Regions from separate parts of the Zea mays genome. Here region 2 is linked to region 1. Evidence: chromatin contacts called from public Hi-C data. All regions are on one chromosome and are shown on one strand. The core of a region is the stretch at or near the end of the contact, and the rest is flanking DNA. Distances in the headings are between cores, read along the strand shown.

The links. Hi-C and Micro-C count contacts between places; a contact is called where the count stands out from the background.
Region 2: a contact with region 1 is called in a Hi-C map of tassel, with 2.1 times the contacts expected there. The contact joins the promoter of LOC100277325 here to the promoter of LOC100304238 in region 1. A contact is called at or near these places in 4 of 25 Hi-C or Micro-C datasets (ear, leaf, leaf mesophyll and 1 more) and 1 of 3 datasets of contacts at active chromatin or transcription factors (leaf).

Annotation. Positions count from the first base shown.
Region 1 is chr2:205,559,255-205,563,001 of Zm-B73-REFERENCE-NAM-5.0, reverse strand. It overlaps LOC100304238 (Protein kinase superfamily protein), which reads left to right and starts at 2,108. Exons shown (of 5, transcript NM_001361391.1): 1 at 2,108-2,580; 2 at 3,304-3,747. The coding sequence starts at 2,368.
Region 2 is chr2:205,774,564-205,778,445 of Zm-B73-REFERENCE-NAM-5.0, reverse strand. It overlaps LOC100277325, which reads right to left and starts at 1,490. Exons shown (of 2, transcript NM_001176307.2): 1 at 1,296-1,490; 2 at 1-1,185. The coding sequence starts at 1,389. The coding sequence ends at 410.

The sequences.
Region 1 (3,747 bases), core at 859-3,358:
TCATCATCAAAAGGGCATCGGTTTGTGTTAGTTGCCACTGACTATTTCACCAAATGGACTGAAGTCGTTGCTCTAAAGAACATGACGCATAAGGAGGTAATTGAGTTCATAACTGAGCATATTATTCATAGATTCGGTATTCCCCAGACCTTGACTACAGATCAAGGTACTTCTTTTATGTCAAAGGAGGTACGTGAATTTGCTGAATTATACAGAATTAAGCTACTTAATTCGTCTCCATATTATGCTCAGGCCAATGGACAGGCCGAGTCTAGTAATAGGACGTTGATTAATTTGATAAAGAAGAAGATATCTGATAATCCTAAACATTGGCATAAGATTTTGTCTGAAGCTTTATGGGCTCATAGAATATCTAAACATAGTGCTACTAAAGTATCTCCTTTTGAGCTTGTCTATGGGCAGGAAGCAGTGTTACCTGTGGAAATAAGTTTGAATGCTGTCAGGTTTGCCAGACAAAATGATCTAACTGCTACTGATTATTATAATTCAATGATGGATAATATTGATGAGGTGACCGACAAGAGGATGATAGCTTTGGGAGCAATAGAAAAGGACAAGATCATGGTAGCCAGGGCCTACAACAAGAAGGTCAAAGCAAAATCATTCCAAGTAGGAGACTTGGTGTGGAAGACCATTCTACCTCTAAGGAATAAAGACCGAAAGTTCGGGAAATGGTCGCCAAGCTGGGAGGGTCCTTATAAAGTGAAACAGGTGATGTCTGGTAACGCTTATTTACTACAAACATTACAAGGCAAGGATTTACCTAAGGCTTTGAATGGGCGTTTCCTCAAACAGTACCATCCTAGTATGTGGCAAGATGCCTAAGAAAACTGATGTGATCACATCGAGTTAGTTGCTTTTGGTTCGCCCAGCTCCACCAAAAGGCAGGGGGGCATATGTTCGAACCAAAAATGAGCCGGCGGACTGTCCGGTCCTGAGGCCGGACGGTCCGCGGTCCGGACGGTCCGCGCCTGTGGGCCGGACTGTCCGCGCATGCGCAGAGCAGATTAGAGTTCCGAGTTTTGTGCTACGGTTGTTAGCTAAAATCGCGGGATAAGCTCGGGAATTAGTTTGTAAAGGGTCCAGCCCCCCTTCTCTATAAATAGAGAGGTATACGACCGATTTGTAATCATCAACAATCGAATCAATACAACTTCTATTTCGCATTTTATCCTAGGAGTAGTTCTAGTCTAGTTTAGGTTTAGCCTCTCGATCCCCAAATTCTCCGCCTCTCCTCGACTCTACGTCGATTAGAGGAGTCTAGGTCGGTCTACCCGAGCCTAGACACCACCTAGGATCTCTACTCCCCGACGGGGTCCCTCCCGGGAGCGAGATCCAGGCGCCGTCGGCGATCTTCCGCCGTCCCTGCGTACGCGCGGACCGTCCGGCCCCAGGGCGCGGACCGTCCGGCCGTCAGGCAGGAGCCCTAGCCGCGCACCAGGCCGCGGACCGTCCGGCCCCAGGTCGCGGACAGTCCGCCCTTGCGCAGAGAGCACCACCGCGCCTCGCACCAGGCCGCGGACCGTCCGGCCCCTGCGCGCGGACCGTCCGCCCCTGTGCAGAAGGCACCGCCACGGTTCTTGTTGAGTGTTTGGCGCTCCAAAAAGGCGTCAACAATGTCATTGACTTATGTAAACCCCACATGTAAATGAGATATCAATGTTATATATCTAAAGTTGTAACCTTTTAATAGTACAAATTAAAATTTCTCATGTCAATAGACGATTCGTTTGATATATTCTTGTAATAAAAGTATTTAGAGATAATAAATTATCTGGAGATATAAGTATTATTTTTTATATAAATTTAGTTAACTTTAAGCGAATATTTTTTGAAACCGAGAGAGCATTATATTATATATAAATTAAAGTTCAAAGAGGGTAAATTTAAAGTGCATTAAAAGTCACGTTTTTTTCAGTAAAAGTGAGGCAAACGATGATTTGCTTTTGCCGATTGTTCAGGATGGAAAAGAGAGAAGTTCGAAGAACAGGTTGATTGGCGATGGGACGATGGAATCGAAACTGTCGTCGTGGGTGATCGTTCAATACATCCAAAATAGGAGGAGCGACGTGGGAAAGCGCCCCGCGTCCTCCTCTCCATTTCGCTCTGTCGTCCAGGGACAGGGAGGCAGGGAAGGGATGCTGCTCTCCGTCCCTCCCTCCCCCGCCACCTGAGCCCGCCCCCCCAAAAAAAAGTTTTAACCAACCAAACCCACCACCACCTGCCTGCGCGATTCCCATCCCACCCCAATTAACCCGGAAGAAGAGCTCGCAACGCCCCCGGTGGGATCGCCGGACACCTACGCGGGCCTCGCCTTGAAATCCCTGTTGGAAACCGAGGAGGATCATGTCGCGGGTGGCGTCGTTGTCGCCGTCCTTATCGGGCGACGAGGTGGAGGTGGAGGAGGAAGACGACGAGGGCGTCGACGGGTACCGCAAGGGCGGCTACCACGCCGTACGCCCCGGGGACCAGTTCGCCGCCGGCCGCTACGTCGCTCAGCGGAAGCTCGGATGGGGCAACTTCTCCACCGTCTGGCTCGCCTTCGACGTCCAATCACAGGTAGGTGGGCGCGCCCTCTGGCCTCCTCCCTCCGCATGAGATCGCGGCTTCTCCCCGCATCCTCAGCGATCGAGGGGAGACTAAAGATCGTCCGCCTTCCCCGGCGCGATCCCTCCCCTCCGCTTCGTAATGCGATTGCCCGCCTAGATCTCGCGTTTTGTCGATTAGCGGGCCACCGGTCGATCGCTTGATCGGATCGCAAGTACCGCTGCCACCTCGCGCGCGCCCTGCCCTGCCCTGCAATCGGGCCCCACGCGAGGGGAATGGGCGCGGGATTGTGATTGCGACGGGGCTGTCCGACACTCACTCGGATTTTATAGGCTTCATTTCACTAGACTAGGGATTCGGTTTGTCGTTTCTTGCCCCATCTGGGAGTTTGGTTCATCCGTTTGCCGCTGCCATTGGGAAGAGAAAGCTTTTAACTCTTCCGTTCCCAAGCAACCAGAATCAGGTGGGTTCAGGTCTGGAGGGAAACAATGCCAAATTAAAGTTTTCATCTATTTCACTAGCCGTACAATACAAAAATAAACCCAGTTGCCAGTACCGATCTTTTAATGTCCTTTTCTCATAGTAATAATGTGCCTTACGTTTAACTATAACCATGATTAACTATAACCGTGATTGTAATTATTGCTCTGGATACTCTGGTGTCTTTGATTAGAGTTATGAAATTGGATGAAAAAAAGAACATTGTTTTCACAAATGGTACTCTCCTTTCTGCAGAGATACGTGGCCCTGAAGATCCAAAAGAGTGCGCCTGAGTTTGCGCAAGCTGCTCTTCATGAAATCGAGTTCCTATCAGAGATCACCAAGAGGGACCCGTTGAACTGCAAATGCACCATTCAGCTGATAGATCACTTCAAGCACACGGGGCCGAACGGGCAGCATATCTGCCTCGTCTTTGAGTTACTGGGAGATAGCTTGCTTAAGCTGGTACAGTACAACCGGTACAAAGGCATCGGGTTCGATAGGGTGAGGCAAATATGCAAGTCGATTTTGGTAGGTCTTGATTACTTGCACAATGAGCTTGGCATCATCCATTCAGATTTGAAGCTTGAGAACATTCTCCTTGTCTCCACAATTGATCCCTCCAAGGACCCCATTCGCTCTGGGCTTAAACCTAACCTTGAGAGGCCTGAGGGGTACCCTAACGGTGAGGCTGGTCTT
Region 2 (3,882 bases), core at 241-2,740, 220 kb before region 1:
TAAGCGCGGAAATGTGAGAGTAACGGGCCCTGAGTGGGCCATGTAATGTGCTAAGCGCTGTGTCATTGGGCCGAGCCCGTGTAAGGGTATAAGGGTGACTCTGGGAAGAGGATTATGGAAAAACCAGAAGAAACTGAACATAGACGAACACCACCGTTGCCTACATCTCTGCTTCCCTTCCAGATCTCATGCTCTCTTCTTCCACCCTCTGCGTGTCTAACACCAAGGTGATTCGCAATTCGCATCTGGGTTGCTCGCCAAACCAATTCCGAGCACAAAAAACTGGCAATGTTTCTTACTGACATCTACTAGTTATAGGTAGACCGCATCACCAAATCCACATGTGACAGTGACATATCGAACCAGAGAGTGGAAGCTAGAAAACCTCAGATGAAGAGCGCTACAACACTCAGAACCGGCGAACCGAAGACCTGGGGTTGACCCTCCTCACCTTGGTGGCCATGGAAACGGCGCCGGACGCGGCGGAAGCCTTCTTCATCTCCTTACTGCTCCTGAGCGAGGACCTCGGCCCCAAGTCTCCACCGCGGCATGCTGCGAAGTCGACGGCTGGCATAGACCTCCTCACGGACTCCGCGCCGCTGGCGGCGTAGGCCTTCTTGGCTACGCGGCGTTTGGACAGCTCGACGGCGACACAGGGGTTCTCGGCCATCGTCTCGGGGTCCACTGCCGCGGACGCGAACTCCTCGGAATAGAAGGGGAAGTCCTGCTTGCGCTTGAGCCGCTCGTTGCGGCGCGCCGAGTAGAGGTCGTAGAGTCTGCCCCGCACGAAGAGCGGGCCACCAGACGGCGTGCCCGCTGTCCTGGCAATCGCGGCGAGGTTGAGCGCCACAAGCTCGTCGTGGGCGTCCGCGCCGGCCGGGAGGAGGTTCTCCTTGTCGAACCCCACCCTCGCCGAGGGGGACGACGGAGCCGCGGCGAGGAGGAAGTTCTCCTTGTCGGCCGCCGCCCTTGCCGGAGGAGGCGACGACGCAGCCAGGTCGAGCTTGACGCGACTTGGTGGCTGGAGCGCGGCGGTCACGCGCGCGCGCATAGGGCTCGGTTCGGCGCGGATCGGCGACGGGAGAGCGGAGATGGAGGCGCGCATCGGGCTGGGCTCGAAGCGGACCGGCGACGGGATCGCGCAGACGGACGCGCGCATCGGAGCCGCCGCCTTCTTCATCGATCCTGCAGACAGTTGAGAGGAGCGCGTCAGATCGGGAGAACTGAATCGGCGCACGAGGGGGGGGGGGGGGGGGGGGGGGGGGGGGGGGCGATTGGGAATCAGCCGGCCATACCTGGAGGCGTTTGCACGGAGGAGGCTGGCACGAGGGGCGGGCGGGGCACCCGGGGCGGGCGCGGAGAGACGGCGAGAGCAGGACGGCGGTCCATGGGTCGGTCGGTCGGTCGGCTGGCCGGGGGGAGGAGAGATTGCTTCTCGGTCTCCGGCGTCCTTCTCGTTTGCTCTCGGGTTTGGAAGACGAGGCGAGGAGGCTTTTAAGCGGAGGCGAAGAGGCGGCTCTTCCAACGGTCGTCTTGCGTCTTGCAGCCCCTTTTCAAAATTGGTCCTGCGTGCTGCTTCCGTCACGCTCGGCTCGGCCCACGGGCTTTGGGGCCTTCCGATATGTGTGGAGTGGCGCGGTTTATGGCATAATAATCACCGCGATTTACGGTGTTTATTTGTGGCATCTCCGCAGCTAAGGTATAATCGTAAGTTCGTAACGTATTTTTTTTGCATTTATCAGTGATTTCTTCAAATCTCCCTTGACCAGTGTAGCAGTACTAGCTGTTTTATGCGGAGGTTTGGTGTGATGGAGAATATTTCTCGTATACACGTATTCGTGTATTTAATAAAAAGGTTTTTAATCTTGTTTTGTTTCATCCGTTCTGAAATAAGTGGGCATAGTATTTGTGCCAGTCAAACTCTCTTAGATTTAACTGTATTTGTAGAAAAATATTATCAAAATGTTTATCTCTAAATATGCTTATTATGGAAATAGATTCAATGATAATCTATCTAACAATATTAATTATATATTATAAATTTTGATGTTTAATATATCATGCTAGAGTAAGGTTAGAACACAATGTTTAATATAGAAACCTAGAGTTTAATATAGAAATACTTTACAAGGTGAAGAGTGGAACTATCTCACCGTCTCTTGTCTATCTTAATTATTAAGAAACTTGCCCCTGCCTCTGAATGCTTATGAACATACGGATGACTGGAGGAGACAACACTAATAATTCCTCAATCCTCAATAGTGTTCAATAAAAGAGACGCAACAGTGTAAAAACCACCATTACACAATAATGTGCAAAAGTCAAATGTGTATCCTATTAGATGCTCTGAGGAGGTGCTGCTCGAAGTCCAGACCCTGATGCCATGTGAAATCTCAACCTTTCTGTGTCGTTATTTGGGGCTCCCTTTATCCTTACACAAGTTGACAAAGCAACAGTTCCAACCTTTTGTGGATAAGATAGCTGATCAGCTTCCTAATTGGAAGGCTGACTTAATGACACGAGCTGGAAGAAGAGTGCAAGTTCAGCATGTTCTTACTAGCATGACAGTATACTTAGCAATGGCAGTGGATATCCCACAGTGGGGTTTGGAAACTATTGATAAAATCAAAAGAGGTTTTCTATGTAGAGGTCGCAAAGAAGCTAGAGCTGGCCACTGTCTTGTTGCCCGGGGAAAAGTCTGTCGCCCCCTAAAGCTTGGAGGGCTTGGTATTTCTGGTCTTCCAGAATTATGTTGGGCACTTCGACTAAGGTGGCTTTGGTTACAAAAGACTGACCACTCTCGGCCCTGGTCTGGACTTCAAATACAAGTCCCAAAAAAGGCTAGAGCTTTCTTTTCTGCAGTAGTAACCACTGAAGTGGGGAATGGAAACAATACCAAATTCTGGAAGGGTAAATGGCTTAATGGAAAAAGAATTGCAGATCTGTTTCCAAGGCTGGTTGGCGCAATTCCGAAGCGGGTAATCAATTGCAGGACAGTTCAGGAAGCAATTGTTAGCGCCAAATGGATTTCTGACATCAGAGGAGCTTTGTCAGTAGGGGTTTTGACAGATTACCTTCAGCTTTGGGATTTGATATCTGGCATCGAGCTACAGCCGGAGGTTGACGACAAGCATACTTTCAGTATTGCCTCGAATGGTGTGTACTCAGCCAAATCAGCATATGAAGGACTGTTCCTAGGATCTGTGACATTTGAACATTATAAAAGAATCTGGAAGTCCTGGGCCTTGCCAAAATATCGCTTCTTCCTTTGGTTGGTGGCCCATAAGAGATGTTGGACAGCTGATAGATTGGCAAAGCGAGGCCTAAATCATCCAGAGCAATGTCTGTTATGTGACCAAGAGGAAGAAAATATAGACCACCTCCTTGTGCAATGTTCTTTCGCCCGAGAATTCTGGTACCTTTTACTCAGGAAATCTGGTCTTCATTCTCTTGCACCACAGCCGACTGCAAACTCCTTCCTGGGATGGTGGGAAGTGGTGGGAGGAGCAGTACATGGTCTCACAAAAAAGGGCCTTAACTCTCTCATCATTCTGGGAGCTTGGACTTTATGGAATCATCGAAATAAATGCATTTTTGATGGCTGCAACCCAAGTATGTCTTCAAGTCTCAGAGCTGCTGATGAGGAAAGAAGATGTGAAGTGGCTGGTGCAAAACGCCTCACACATCTGGCTGCAACCTTGGTAGAGCCTTAGAAAGATTTGAGTAGTTTGATTTTTTGATCCCTTTATGGATCTCTATTTGTATGCATGTTTCTGGCCTCCGTAAGGAGGACTGTAAACCCTTTTGTTTTGTTTTGTTTTGTTTTTTCTATTCCTCTGCTTAATATATAATTGGGCGCAGTTCTCATGCGCGTTCGAGAAA